Linked DNA regions of Mus musculus: regions 1, 2, 3 and 5 are each linked to region 4. A link is a contact called in public HiChIP or PLAC-seq and promoter capture Hi-C data. All regions are on one chromosome and are shown on one strand. Each heading gives the region's core, a stretch centred on a gene start, on an enhancer-like site or on the middle of the called end of the contact. The rest is flanking DNA. Distances are from core to core; before and after follow the strand shown.

Region 1 (2,718 bases), core at 44-2,543, 2.6 Mb before region 4:
GCATATTCAGAGGATGAAAGGTGTCTCTGGCCCAGCAAAGCCTGGCTAGGTGCATTGCAGTTAAGCAGTTAAGATTTCAGATGTGCAGGCGAAACACTTATTTATCCTTGCTACTACAGTAGCAAGGATACTTGCAGGGAAGTCAGGACATTCTACTGCAGTTTCTGATTCAGAAGCAATGCCCAGGGACACAGATTGCTGTGACTAGGTGACTGAGGTCCTGTGCCCCTCTAAAATGGGTCGTTGTACATGTAGCTCACAGCATAGGAATTTGGCAGAAGAGGAATACAGCTGCGCTCCCTGACTGCTCCTCTTCTCCAGCTGCCTGTGCTGGTTTTGGGATTTGTCCTTTGGTTGTTTTTATTTGAGGGAGAGGGTAACGTTTGTCCACTAGGTGGCGCTACATCCTTTGTTCTCTGAAGGATGCTCTCACGTTTCTAAAAATTTCTTGGTTTGGGTGGGGACTGGTTAAAAAGAGTAGGTGCCCCACCCCACCCCCACCTGGCTCTGGGAAGTAGGGATTTGGACTGAAAAGCGTGTGGAGAAGGGCCATGCTGTCAGGATGGGAGTCAGAGTGATGACACCTGAATATTAACTTTAGCTCCTCAGCAAAGAGCAAGTAGACTGGTTTTGAACTAGATACATTTGCTAAATGTACAGATAATGGGATCTTACTAATCCCATTTTTTATTTTTTTATTAGTTTGTTAAATGTTAAATACCACCTTAAAAGTTTTGTGTGTGTGTGTGTGTGTGTGTGTGTGTGTGTGTGTGTGTGTGTGTGAACAGTGGTAGTGGTAGCAGCAGCAGTAGTAGTAGCTGGAAGTGTTTAGCCAAAAACTAGGGAGAGCTTAATTCCCCAATAAGTGTTAGCTTTTATCACTTGTAATTTTATTTTTCATATTTCATTTATCTCTTGCTAAGAGACAACTTAATGTTTTCCACACTAACTATGAAATCTTGTTGCCAGTGCTTTCCTTAATTCCTGAACTGCCTGCACTTTGGGTCCCTGCATACCTCAGCCTTGCTCACTCCTGGCATGACATTATGCCTTTCCTGAAGGGATGTCCCTCAGTCTTTACTGTGCTATAATAATTAGCGGGCTTAGTGCCTAAGCAGGTTAGTGTTGGTTCACTTGATCTAGATTAGAGTCACCTAGGAAGGGCCAACCGCAGTTAAGGAATTGACCCGTGGGTAAGTCTGTCTGTCTGGTGATGGATGCAGAGGGTTCAGCCCACTGTGGGCAGTGCCACGATCCTGGGATGTAGAAGAAAGCAGGTTGAGCAAGCCCTTGGGAGCGAGCCAGCAAGCAGCATTCCTCCACGGCAGACTTCAGTTCCTGCCTTCAGGTTCCTGCCTTGAGATCATTGCCTCACTAGCACCTGAAAGGGTGGGGAGTCCGAGTCGAGGCAACTCCCTCCTGAGTTAGGCAAGAAGTAAGAGGTGATGCTTCCACATTGAACAAGAGCTGTTTCCAGCACAATGCCAACACACCACTGCATGGTAAGTCCCCTTGTTTTCTCAGTAGCAAGCTCTCTGGGGGAGGCACTTGCAGCCTAGTTGACCAGAACCATAGTAAGCAACCAGCTGTGTGACCACGGGATACCATTTCAGGAACCAAATGCATCTTGTAATGGCGACTTCCATTGATTGTGATGACATATTCTTTTGGGCTGGATCAAACGAAACTGAGTCTATTTGGCCATTTTTAAATTAGAAATCTGGCAATCGTTCATGGTTCAAGCTAATAAAGCTTCCGTATTTTAAACCAGGCACATGCTGAATGGAACCATTTCCCCCAATATGTTTTTAATTCCGAGGAGCTACACTCCTGATTCTTCTTTGCACTGCACATCCCTGCAAGTGGTAAGGAGATGTTAAAAAAAAAAAGACTGGCACTGTGAAAACTCAGTTTTATTCCCACTCTGAGATGATCCTTCATTGCTGTTTTCTCATTGGAAGAGTGATTCTCCATCCTTAGAAACAACTGGCAGATGTTCCATGCTGAACAGGCTCCCAGCTTCTGCCAGGATGCTGTGCTGTGGCGCTCCTATTCCACATGAAGTATTGAGCTGCCTCCCTTTCCTCACTCTGGACCCAGAAACAGCTTCCATTCCCTACTCTCTCTGTTCATAGTGCACAGCAACCCCCCTCAGAGTTACACCTGACTTGAACACAGGCAGATGAGGTTAGTTCTGTAACCTACACCTGACTTTCAAGTTAATATTTCCACTATGCAAGGAACAATGTGAAAGTTCCAAGACAGTTTTTGGTTTAAGAAAATCAGCAAGGTCCATCTGAGAATGACAGTGCCTTAGCATTTAAAAGTCACTCAGCGAGCACTTTCTGAATGTTGACTATATGCTAGGAAGCGCCGACCACAAATTCTTCATGGAATGTGCTTCATAACTAGCAGCCAATTTTGTTGAGGAGGAAAATTAGGAAATGCAGGGGGTGGGGGTGCTACAGCCTGCAGAGGAGGCTGAAAAGCTGGCCTCTGTCAAGAGTGGAGTGGAGTGGAGTGGATGAATCTCATCTGCTGCGTAACTCTGCCTCCTTTGACTGTGTATGCCAATCATTGAATGGTGAGTTAGGTATATAAACACTGTATTTGTGTGTGTGTGTGTGTGTATACATGTGTATGAATCTGTACCTGCACATACACATGGTATACAAGGTCCAAGGACAGCTTTTAGGAATCTCCTTACTATATAAACTC
Region 2 (2,700 bases), core at 71-2,570, 2.8 Mb before region 4:
GTGATCACTAAGCTCAAAAGGGAGCATTGGTTATCATTCATGTGCAAGTCGATGGGTCAGGAAGCACTCTAGGTAGGTTTGATGTGATGGCTTAAAAATTGCATGGCCTGTCCTTCTGTTTCCCTTGCAATTGAAAATAGTATCTGTTCTATGGCACCCGTCATTTTCTTCATTCTTCTGTGACCAACCTTAGGGAAGTCGTCCTTCCTGAGAATACCATATCCCTCAGGAATATGGTAACAAGCATACATGATTTCTGGCATGCAACTTAAGAAGGTGAATCTATAACCACTTCATGCTGGAACTTTAGAAATATTTCAAATGTATGATTTAAGGCCAGACGGTGAAGAAAACAGCTGTTCTACAAGCATGTGAATAATTGGAGCTTTAAGCCGAGTAAACCTTGCAGGAGGCTGAAGGCATTATCCATTACAGTGGAAGAAGATAAAAGAGCAGAGGAGGAAATGCAGACAATGCCCAACTGGGTTATCCCCAAGGATGTAATTTCTAGAGTGGCATATGAGAAATGCTCAACTGTGGATATGTGCTCCACTCATGGGAATCTATTAAGATTCCTGTATAGTCAGGTCCCTCCCACCTTCCTTCCTTCTGCCTCTCTCATAGTCCTTACAACATCTTCAAAAACTGACATCATTCATTCAAATGCTTTAGAAAAACTCCCCAACTGCAGGTAGGGAAGGGGAAGTTATTACAGTGCAGCGCTGTGACTATGCATGGCTTTACTACCGTTGGCCTTGATTAGCATACAAACAAAGGTAGGCTCCAGTGAGCAAATGAAGCATCATCACATCAGTCAAGGTTGGCAACTCACATCCTATGCCTCCTTCTCATCTAGGATAAGTCATGGAGAGAGCATTGGAGAATAATCCCTGTTACTTAGCCTTCTTTTGCTGCAACAAAATACTGAACATGATCAACTTCCAAAGGGGCAAGTGGGATTCATAAGCTTATTGGTTCCCGTCCAGGATGACTTGACTGTGTGGCCTGTGCTGAGGTACCATGCTGTCCTCTAAGCACAGGGCAGAACACAATCACCTCAGAGTGGTCAGGAAGTGGTGGGCATCCCAACATCCCCTCCATGGGCACACACAGACTTCCTATGAAGTTCTGTGTCTTAAAGCCTCTTCTCCTCTATAGCGTCCCCGTCTGGGCACCATGTGTTGGCCTTTAGAGGGCATTCCGCATTCAAGTTCTAGCAGAGCCTCACCAGAAATGAGACTTGGCCGAAGACTGGCTTTGCTAAGTGCAGCTGAGAGCCACGTCAGTCCAGTTCAGAAGTACTGAGTCACTTTTCTTCACCCTTAACCCTGAACACCTGTGTCTTAGTTGCTTGGACTTGGGACATTTTCATTAGCAACAGAGCTCTGGGAAATATCCAGAAACACAGCATTGGCTCTGATCGAAACCAAACAAAATATAAAATGGGGTCTGAGTTGGAAGAGTGTGACATACAGTGTACGTGGCAGTTCTTGAAGCAAACTGGCACTGTGTCTGCCTATACTCTGGTGCAGTAATGATGTACCAGGCACGGTTTTCACGCCAACAGACCTGATTGTCAGCTTTACATCTGCAGTTGCTTGCTGAATGTTAGTGTTTCCGATAAAATGGGGGCAGCGATGTCACTCCATAGGCTCCAGGGAGGATCCAATACTGTTACCACAGGATGGCTCCTGGAAGGAACAGTCTTTGGCTTGCAGTGGGTTCCTAGTTAGGACTGGTGGAGTTTGAAGAGGTAGTTGTACCATGGGCAGAAATCATGGTGTTCTGTATTTGTTGTTGCCAAACTCTAGCAGGCCAAAGTGTACACACACAAGGGAGGCCCTAGAGAATTTTTTTTCCTACCTCTGGAGGTGGTAGTCAGCTGTGAAGATAGTGGCCCAGACTGAGGCTCAGAGAGAGCAAGTCTGGAGTATGTCCTCAGGGTCTATGAAACACAGGGCATATTCATTTCCAGAAGATTAAAGCTCTATTGATCTCCGGCTATCACTGTTCCAGCTTTTTCTCCTCTGCTTATCAGGTCCACGTTGCCAAAATGTCTCCATTCATAGCTAAGGCATGCTTGGCTATGACAGAACTCTGGCAGCCATAAGTCCCATGCCCTATCCAGCTCACTGTGTGAGATCCACAACTGACTCTCCCTTTACACTTGGTCCTGTAACTTTTCATTACTGTATATTTTCCTGCCTAAGGTAAGCTATGGCCCCTCCTTCAAATATGGTCTTTCTCACTAGCAATGGCATTAGAAATAAGCTTCCCACCTTTCAGGGCAATGTGGAAACTGTGCATAAAGGGCTGGCGATGAGTCCTTGAGGGTGGTCTTCAGATGAATCAAGGGTCTCAGCCTTGGAGCCTGGGCTTTATTAGATATTTTGGTTGTTCAGAAACCTTGTTATTTTTCTCTGTAGCTTAAAAGTGTATTTTGGAAAGGTGATACTATATACTGCAGAGCTCTAGATGGAATGCTATTGTGCTGTCCTTAATCCCCTCCAGAGAATAAATGGTGATATTAGCCATTCACTGGGCTCCTGCCATTAAGTCTGTAAGCTGCCTTTTTTTTTTTTGAAGGGCTCCTGATGTTGATAAGAGGCATTCATAGGAGAGCACGGTGGATGGAGACACTCACTTATCTAGCCACCTTGCCAATTGCTCCTGGATGAATAGACCAGTCTAGTCCTTGCA
Region 3 (2,910 bases), core at 93-2,592, 2.8 Mb before region 4:
TGTTAAATGAGCCAACACACGCAGGCGCTCTGTACACTTTCTTTCAAGAATGAACTTCAAATACAAGTGCCCTCCTGTGCAGGATGCACGGGGCCTTGCTGGAGCCATTATGTCCCTTCCCACATATCTGAGACTGGTTTGTCTCATCCCCAGGCTGTGCATTTGAACAATACATTTCTATGTGGAGACAGATTGATTTTTTTTTTTTTTTTTTTTTTGGTCAGTGTCTTTGAGGACAAATCCCCACCTCAGCTTATTTCTTTTTCTAGTCACCTCTAGGCTGGAGAATGGGATACAGGTTATAGGAATGTGCTATTTTCCAGACACGGACTTTTGTCTACTCATTCATCACAAGGCAGTGTTAACACTCCTCTGCAGGCTTCATCACTTTACTGAGTGGCCAGGAGCCTTCAAGACAGAGCAAGTTTCACAACTGAGCCTCTGGGAGTGTCAAGTGCCCATCTTTGTAAGAGACCTTCTCTGATCTCTTCTCCAACCAGACATTTCAACCATTCTTGAAAGAAAGTGTACAGAGTGCCTGCGTGTGTTGGCTCCTTCGGCCCAGGGCAACCCCTGGGAATGCACTTGTGACTGGAGCAGACTGGGATCCCAGTCCCTGTCAGTATAACAGCAACTGGTGAGCCTTGCAGGGGTGGTGATGGTGAGACTGGGGTCTTGGCTCTATTCCTGGGGTGCCTTGGAAACTCCAGGCCCTAGTCAGCTCATTATCTGCCCCACCCTGAGTTAACTGTTCCAGACACCTCACTAACCACCTCACTAACCACAGCAAACCCCCCTCTCTCCGGGGATTCTCTCATTTGAGAACAAGCTGAGGCCTTTCCAAATGTTAAGTCCCAGCAAACTCCCTTCCAGTCTCGCCTTGTCTTGCACTTTCTTCAGACCCATGAAAGAATGTTAGAAACTTCTGAGGCTTGGGACGGTGTGGCAGTTGTTCCATTCTGTTGAAGTCATACATGGTGACCTAGGCCGTTTCACCTCACCTGCATGTTCCCTTCTAGCTAGTGGCATGTCCCTCTCCCCGCTAAGCATTTCAAGGCAGAGCTGAAACATGAGACACATAGTCGTCTGCTGTTTTGCTCAACTTCTGTCAGACTTACTTGGCTTAGAATTTCTCAGTGCCTGAAGACCCGTAAATTTGTCCTCCTGTGTAACTGGAGCCACCAGAGAGTACCAGTGGTAGTTTGTAAATTCAACATTCCTATGATGATCAGTAATTCATTTGTGACTCCTTCTCTCAGGCGCACTACAACAAAGAAGTGATTACTCTGTAGGTGAGATATTAATATTTCCCAGTCTCCAGGGTCTGCTGTGCTGCTTGTCTGTGGCCTCCTGTTCAGCGCTTCTCCATCAAGCTTACACACCAACTACTGAGCACACTGTGGGAGCCCTCCCCTAGCTTCAGCCCTTCTCCCTGAATCAGCCAGAGAGCTTTTTCTCCCTCTGATGGAAAAGGCTTTGAAATAAGTGGCGAAGGTGCCCAAAGACCAAGAGTTTCTTTTCATGCTCTGCAGAAACTTTTTTTTAGGTATTTATTTCAAAGACTTAAGTGTTCTTTGGGGGGCCCCTAATCATCCTAAGCCCTGGGAATTTACTTCTCTGCAGCTCCTCTCCCTCCCCAAGCAGCCCTGCACGGAGCAAAATAATTGTCTGTTTCTGCAAGCAGCCTCCTGTGCAGATGGAGCCTGATTAGCATGTGCGCGTGCAGCAGGCCACCGCTCCAGCCACATTTGGAAATCCAGCCACTGAGAGAGATGTGGGCTTGACATTCATTAACATTCTTGGGCTCCCTGGGAAATACACATAATAGGGTAAAATTGCCATTAAGGAGAGCAACACTTGAGGGAAATATCCACTCAATAAAGACAGAGATTCTTCTCATCAACAGCGGAGGAAAAATCCAGTTGCCATAAAGGGTAAAAGAGACATCCTCTTAATATGAGTGGAGATGGCCAGAGTTCAGCAGGTTTGCTGTTCTAATGAGTCCCATCGTCCTGCGCTGGATGGCAACCGGCTTATTGGTATGCAGATGTTTCTCAGGCATATTTTGGTCTCAGCAGATCCCCAGTACCAGCTTAATGATTTCTTTCCCCAGGGTTGTGTGTATTAACCTTAAGAAAAGGCAAACAGTAAAGGAGCTGGTCTTAACAGTGACATAGCCTTTAAGTCAAAACTTTTTCCTTTTTCTTCTGGCTGGGTTAGAAGAATTGGATCTTGATATTTCCTTTTTCTTTGTGCTGGGGGTTCTTAGTGGGATACCCAGTAACCTGAGCTATAGATAATTTCTACCTACCCCTCTGCACTTTTAGGGTATATTGTTTTGACTGTTTCCTAATGTCCTTTATAATGAATGTCATAAGATTGTGTATTATAGGTGCTAAACTGATCCGGGTTCTTACTAACTTGGGAAGTCAGCCAAAAGCCACACTAAAGGTTGATTAAACAATACAAGCTTCTACACATTAAAACATTCCCTTTGAAGGGACTTGAACCCAGGCAACTCCTTATATTGGCTTGGACTTAGGTGTGGGTCTATGATACAAAATGTCAAAATCTGTTTCATTTGATTAGTTGAAACACTCCATCCAGTATTCTTGCAACTTCTATCCTTGACAAGTCGCAGGGAGGAGTAAAGCTCCTTGCTGAATCTGTGTCTTGCATAAAGCTATATTGCTCTACTGAGTAAGCTCTCCCTAGCGACAGGCTTCTCGGCCGGTAGCGAAGCTTTCACGTCCTTTCAGGGATGCCCCCAAAACTTGTGCACACACTATTTTGATTCCTTGGTCTCCAAGTGGTCTTGATTTGATGCCAGGCATCTGCACTGTGTTTCCATTTAGTCAGAAGCAGTGTCCACACATCTCAGTGGTAGCAACCGTGCTGTGTTTGTGTGCA
Region 4 (2,943 bases), core at 173-2,672:
TGAAATCTTAAGTTTTAGGAATAAAAGAATCGAGGACCAGTATGCCCCCTCCCTTTAGTACTGCTATGACCTAAATCTAACAGATCTCTCGCCCTCCACACCCCCGAACAGGCTTCTAAAGTATCCAAGAAATCAACCTTAGAAACGCAAGCTTGTCAGATGAGGTACCGGTATTGTGACACTGCTTAGCAGCAAGACACTTCCTTTGACAGGATTTATTTTTCCCCAGCTCCAACTACAGGCACCAAAAGGTATTTTACCTTTTGCCAATGGTTCAAAGGAGACGCAGGGAAAAATACCCACGTACAGGCGTATCCTGTGGTCAAAAGAAGCCTCCCCTCGCGTACCAGAACTCGTCCCCAGAGGCCAGGACTGGCTACTTGGACTCCCGGAGTACCGGACCTGGGCCAAGTGACGGGAGACTTCTCACTCGGTGGCCTCTCCGTGCAAACTGCCGGCTGCGGCCAGTCCTCCCGGCGGCGGGTCGAGCCCGAGCCCCGCGCGCTGCCTCCCCTCGCGGCCGCATTGTTTCGAGCGGCAGCCGAGCGCCCACCGCAGGCCCGCGCCGCTGCCGCCGCCGCCGCCGCCGCCGCCGCAGTGAGCGAGTCGGCGGGAGCCCGAGCGCTCGCAGCCACGGAAGTCTCGGCTCCTCCGGGGAGGCTGGGGGCGACGCGGAGCTCCACTCCCCAGGTTTCGAACCAACTCTCACTGTGGCGTCCACGGCAGGCCGACCGCAAGAGAAGGAGCAAACGCGGCGGTTGGAGCTGAAGACCCGAGATGCCGGATGCAAAGGAGCTCGCTCGCCCTTCAGCCTCGCCACCATGGCCCCCCGAGCTGCCCGGCTGCAGAGCGCGCGCCAGTCCCCGGCCACCCCTTGGAGCTCCGGGGCCCCGACTAGTCCCGGCCGGTCGCCTCTGGTCGATTGGAACTGAGGGCGGGGAGGGGGCGGGGGGTCGAGGGAGGGTCGCCCGGCGCCGGAGGCGCGGCGGCCAGCGCCGCGGACCCGTCGGCTCGTGCAGGTAGACAGCGAAATAAATAAGTCAGAACAAACTTTGCTTTCCTCTGGCCTTACCTTCCTTCGCAGCCTGCGCCTCCCCCGTGTGTGCAAAGCCAAGCAGCCAGATGTAACACAAAATAATCCACGAAGGGAACCGAGTTTGAACAACCATGGTGCATGAGCAGGTTTGATTTTTTTAGGCTGCAGTTGGGTCGCAGCTCTTTAGATGCTGTTTGCTCCGAAGTGGGTTATTATTGTTGTTATTATTGCGCTCCTCGCATCGATCCCCTTCTGGGTCCCAGGCCGTCTGCTCCACGCTTAGCTGTTTGATTTCTCTCTCCCCCCTCCGGTTCGTTCGCACCGTGTTTGCTGCCTGCAAGTCTCCGACTGCAGACCGGCCGCTTGCTCCACACTCCAATAATATCAATTAGGGGGGAGGAGGCGGGGCTACGAACCCAGAGCCTCCGCCACTCCGACTGAGTGGCAGCCGCAGCCCGCCTGCTAGGCGGCGATTCCCACGGCCGGGGGGCGGGTCCCTACGAAGTGGCCGCCTCTACCTTGGAGGCGGGGTCCTGAGCAGGAGCCAATCAACGCCGAGCGGAGTCGGGTTGCGAGTCCAGGATTCCCTCCCAGATCGGTTGCCGGGAAAGCGGGGACGAGCCGCGTTAGGCCAGCGGCGTGCAGTCGGGAGCACTTGGCTTTTAGCTACTGCAGCTTCACTGAGCTGAATAAACCCGAGAATAACTCTCCCGTCTTACACTCCTGTATATAGCAGTGCTGCTCAACGTCTTCTAGACGGCATAGGCGAAACAAGCCTTCCCTCAACTACCAATCACCGACCCCGACCCGGACAGTGAAACTGAGCTATGCTTTTAGAACGCCTTTTACTTTTTTGTTAGCAGCCTCAGCAGGTCGGATAACTTTGGTTTTCTGCCTTTTTTCTTTCTTTCTTTTCTTTTCCTCTCTTTTGTTTTCAAAAGTTTGAACTTCTGTTCTGTAACTCGAGAGGCATGTTTAACTACTACTCCCCTATCTCTGGAAAAATAAAATTAATCAAAAGTGCCCCCCGCCCCCCAAAAGAAAACCTTTCAATGTTTGCCTGAGTTCACAACAACCTATGACAAAAGAAACAGGGAAAGTGGGGCTGGAGAAAGGAAGTCTTTTGTTTTATGCTCGCCTCTTCTCTCCTTCTATCTTCAGTTTCTTCTCAGGCAAAATAGGACCTTAGAAAACGTTTCTTGTCGTTTTTACTTACATGCTTCTCATTTTCTGGGGTCTTTCATAGGTTGCTCTACTTGAATTGTTTCCCATTTCGCTGTGTAAATAACATTCAGTTCTAAAGAAAGCCGCCAGGTACTAAATTCACATAGCCATTCCTTCTACTTGGGCAAACATTTACTATTTTCTGTAGTTAGTCCATAATTATTCTGTAATTATCTTTCTAAAAAAAGCTAAGACTAAAAATGTAACCAACATTTCCACTTGAATTCACCCAATCCTAGCTACAAGAAAAAAGTGTGTGGAGAAATCTGTTTTCCATTAGGCAGTTTTGCACACTTTGCAAGCAAGAGGTGGTTGACATTGTAAAATGAAAATCTTAAAAATGTAATGGCCAAATCATCTATGTCAAGGGTCACACTGAGTAGATAAGTACGTCATATTTTAAGATGGATTTTCCTTTTATTGTTCTATATTTTTAAAGAAAAGGAAAGAAAAATAAACACTCATTGATGATCAGCCTTTATTTCTGATGGACAAAAAGTTCAACCTCGGACTTCCTGGTTGACCTCTGGAAATGTGTGCTGGTTTCTCTCTGATATGTACAGGAGGGATAGTGTAGATAAAAAGAGATTACAGCCCCCAGATTCTTTTCTATTTTTACGGTTTTCTTCTGTTGTTTAACTTGCCTAATATAATTATACCAAAGAAAGAAATGAAGTTTTCCT
Region 5 (2,946 bases), core at 282-2,781, 2.2 Mb after region 4:
TAGATATTGTGATGTGACGTTCCTGGATTATATTATATAATATAGAATTAGTATATTATAATATACTACCAAAAATCCAAGCATAATAATATGAGGAGAATAGGGGGTAGTGAAGAATATTTCATGAAAGTGTAATTAGGTCCTGCCAGAGGGTTTAAATTTCAACTACAACTATTATTGGGGTGTCTCTTTTATATGATATAAAATTTGTCAATGCAGTAATTTCTTCTTTAAATCAAAGAATATACCAGGAAGTATTGTTTTTTGAATTTAAGATAATCTGTAGGAACAATAAATCAGTACTGACTATTTCAATGTTTATATCTGCTGTATAGGATATATATGTTTTATGTTTGTGTATTTATAACTATTGTAAATGCTAAAAACCTACTTTATGGGATAAATAAATGAAAAATTCACTATCCTATACTATCTTTGTGTATAGGACCTTATATTCAGAAAAAAAGACTTAAGGAATAAAAAATTCAATGAAAATGAAAACCACATTTTATAAAAGCCAGAGATTTCTATTCCATTTCTCGAAGTCTTGTTCAATTTACAAGTAAATAAATATGCTTATGAATTGACACAGACTTAATTTCATCACTTTCTATGAATGAATTTTATTCTAACTTCTGTGAAAACCTATTTAAATCTTATTTCTTTTTTGTGTCCTGAAATATGTAAACTGTTTTCCTTGTTACTAAAGTGAAGTCAATTTAGTGCTTCACTTTTTATCATAAATGCTCTCTATTTATCACTAATAAACAACATCATGAACAGTATAATGTGTTGATCCACATCTTCGACCTCCGAGCTTTAGACAGTCTTCGATGACTGAGGTTTCACATTCAGAGTAACTGTCAAGTGTCAAAAGGAACATACAATGCCTTGAATGAATTTTATAACATCATCTTTTAAGAGTTTATTTTTATCTAAAAATAACTTCATAATCTAATGAATAATTAGATAAATAGAAATTTACTAGAAGTAGATAACATTTAGTTCCAATTGGGGTGAACCATCTACATCATGGTGATATTTGCATTGCATGTTACTAAAGCAGTCTCCATGTCCACTAGTTTACTGTTTTATTGCAAGTAGATATTTTTATGTTTTAAATAATATATTATACAGTCAATATGTTCAAATGAATTCATTATGATCCAAATTCTGCCTTCTTTTCATTCTGACATATATGTTGTCATATATGCTAGAGAATGTTCACCACTTACCGCTAACAAAACTCACATAATCTGAAAGGAACAAGGCTTTATTGTACTAACTGATAAAGAGTAAGCAGCGTGCCATTTCCAGCTCCAAACGTTGTCAGATTGTGCATTATGATTCTTATCCCCTCGTTCCTATTCTGGCATGAAATAATCTGAAAAAATGAAGGTGTAAGAACTTTATTACATTATGTTAGATTTGGCAGAAAGATGGAAAACATCAGTCCTTTAATGTGTGTGGTCAGCACATAAGAGCTCCATTTTGGAGGTGAGACCCTGTCAATCCTTGTTGCCCTTGCAAGGAGATCTTACATGTGTTGAACAGATTTTTCTGAAGCATTGTTACCTAAGATATTTAACCCAGACATTATGTGTTTCACTGATCCAGCTAAAATGTTTGAGATAAAAATAGACTCACAATTTCCAAAGATGACTTAATTAACTAGTCTTAAATATTTTGGCATTATTTATTTCATCAAAATTAAATAGATCTGTATTATGCTGTTAGGAATTATGTTGGGAAAAGGTCCATACCAAGATTCTTTTGATTCTTCATCTGCCTAAAACACCAAAGAGGTTTAATCAAAATTATTCTCAGGGAGGCAGCTCTTTAGAGTAGTAAAAAAGTGTTCGTGAAGTGTGCACAGGCTCCTCCTCTAATTGATTATACTCAGCCTCATAAAATCACAGAGTAAATGAGCTGCACACATTTCATCATGTGGCTATAAAATGGATTCATGGGAGGTGACTAGATTCATTACTACTAATATTCAAAGGCTACAGTGAAAGATTGGGAGGTAAATTTTAAAATATGTATTTCCCCAATGTCTCTATTATAAAACAGTAAAAACTCACTGGAAACAGTAAGTTTAAATTTTAACCATATGCTCAGAGCTCATATATGTTCCGGTGCCAAACCCCTCTTTTTCTAGAAATCTCTTTCATTTCATCCTCTTTATGAGAATCAATTATTTTGATGTATTACTAAAGGTGAATTAGACATGTGCTTGCAATGCGGGGATTTTCCTAGCCAAAGCCATGCTGAGTTCTTGGGAAATCTCATAGCCTAGTGTTTTACTGGCCTCTATTGCCACAATCTCAGAATGACACTTCCACAAATGAAGTATAATGCCAATTTCACTTTATATTTTATTTAAGGAAAAAAATCTAAACAGCTAGCAATGAGGAATTTAATATTTCTGACTGTACAAAGAAACCTAAGTAATTCTTTTGGAATAACTCAGTTCATATAATTGTCATACAAGACATATCTATTTAAATTTTTAAAAATCACTTTCTAAAATGTTTTGGATTCACTTTATAAATAAATTATCTAATGCATCCTATATTGGATCACCTATTCCTAGACATATCAGATTAAAGATAGTCTGGCAGAGAACACCAAAGAATTTTGCTGAATGGAGTTTTAATATTATTTCCATGCTAAAGAAGAACTGTGTTTTCAATACATAGACTGTATTGTAAAACATACCCAGACCTTAGAAAATTTATACTACAGAGGTGAAGTCCCATTCAACACTGTGTGGAAATGTTAATAATTTAAATATCAATATCATCAAAGTTCAGTTAGGAAAATATGATGCAGTTTGAAGCATCCTAAAAAGCCAAGCATATAATATTAAGAGAGATATTTCAATGACCTTCGATTTCCTTTAAGTTGTTTGCATAGATAAAAAAATCTACACAATGGAGTACT

Evidence for each region. Promoter capture Hi-C pulls out the DNA fragments that hold promoters and counts their contacts. HiChIP or PLAC-seq counts read pairs in DNA pulled down with a chosen protein or histone mark.
Region 1: an H3K27ac HiChIP or PLAC-seq map of SST interneurons shows a contact between it and region 4, with 21 times the contacts expected there. The contact joins the enhancer-like site here to the promoter of Epha7 in region 4. A contact is called at or near these places in 12 of 39 promoter capture datasets (the 3T3-L1 cell line, the C10 cell line, the HPC-7 cell line and 8 more), 9 of 484 Hi-C or Micro-C datasets (cerebellum, cerebral cortex, cortical neurons and 3 more) and 10 of 115 datasets of contacts at active chromatin or transcription factors (SST interneurons, astrocytes, cardiomyocytes and 7 more).
Region 2: a contact with region 4 is called in an H3K4me3 HiChIP or PLAC-seq map of embryonic limb bud, with 16 times the contacts expected there. The contact joins the enhancer-like site here to the promoter of Epha7 in region 4. A contact is called at or near these places in 6 of 39 promoter capture datasets (cranial neural crest, frontonasal cranial neural crest, hippocampal neurons and 3 more) and 6 of 115 datasets of contacts at active chromatin or transcription factors (embryonic forebrain, embryonic hindbrain, embryonic limb bud and 3 more).
Region 3: a promoter capture Hi-C map of cranial neural crest shows a contact between it and region 4. The contact joins the enhancer-like site here to the promoter of Epha7 in region 4. A contact is called at or near these places in 7 of 39 promoter capture datasets (the C10 cell line, cranial neural crest, embryonic stem cells and 4 more) and 4 of 115 datasets of contacts at active chromatin or transcription factors (astrocytes, embryonic forebrain, embryonic hindbrain and 1 more).
Region 5: a promoter capture Hi-C map of second pharyngeal arch cranial neural crest shows a contact between it and region 4, with 4 times the contacts expected there. The contact joins the enhancer-like site here to the promoter of Epha7 in region 4. A contact is called at or near these places in 4 of 39 promoter capture datasets (the 3T3-L1 cell line, cranial neural crest, hippocampal neurons and 1 more), 3 of 484 Hi-C or Micro-C datasets (cerebral cortex and cortical neurons) and 1 of 115 datasets of contacts at active chromatin or transcription factors (embryonic forebrain).

The regions. Positions count from the first base shown.
Region 1 is chr4:31,417,121-31,419,838 of GRCm38.p6, reverse strand. No RefSeq gene overlaps it. Among named protein-coding and RNA genes, the nearest start is that of Gm42315, 94 kb to the left of the region's middle. Within about 2 kb of position 1,293, at least 15 of the 459 cell types and tissues checked have an H3K27ac peak or open chromatin away from gene starts, as enhancers often do. A contact at or near this core is called in SST interneurons and cortical neurons, where this site is marked.
Region 2 is chr4:31,637,166-31,639,865 of GRCm38.p6, reverse strand. No RefSeq gene overlaps it. Among named protein-coding and RNA genes, the nearest start is that of Gm42315, 130 kb to the right of the region's middle. Within about 2 kb of position 1,320, at least 3 of the 459 cell types and tissues checked have an H3K27ac peak or open chromatin away from gene starts, as enhancers often do.
Region 3 is chr4:31,611,458-31,614,367 of GRCm38.p6, reverse strand. No RefSeq gene overlaps it. Among named protein-coding and RNA genes, the nearest start is that of Gm42315, 100 kb to the right of the region's middle. Within about 2 kb of position 1,342, at least 27 of the 459 cell types and tissues checked have an H3K27ac peak or open chromatin away from gene starts, as enhancers often do.
Region 4 is chr4:28,811,610-28,814,552 of GRCm38.p6, reverse strand. Epha7 (Eph receptor A7) reads right to left here and starts at 1,422. Exons shown (of 17, transcript NM_010141.4): 1 at 1,073-1,422. The coding sequence starts at 1,169.
Region 5 is chr4:26,588,611-26,591,556 of GRCm38.p6, reverse strand. No RefSeq gene overlaps it. Among named protein-coding and RNA genes, the nearest start is that of 4930548K13Rik, 120 kb to the left of the region's middle. Within about 2 kb of position 1,531, at least 3 of the 459 cell types and tissues checked have an H3K27ac peak or open chromatin away from gene starts, as enhancers often do. A contact at or near this core is called in second pharyngeal arch cranial neural crest, where this site is marked.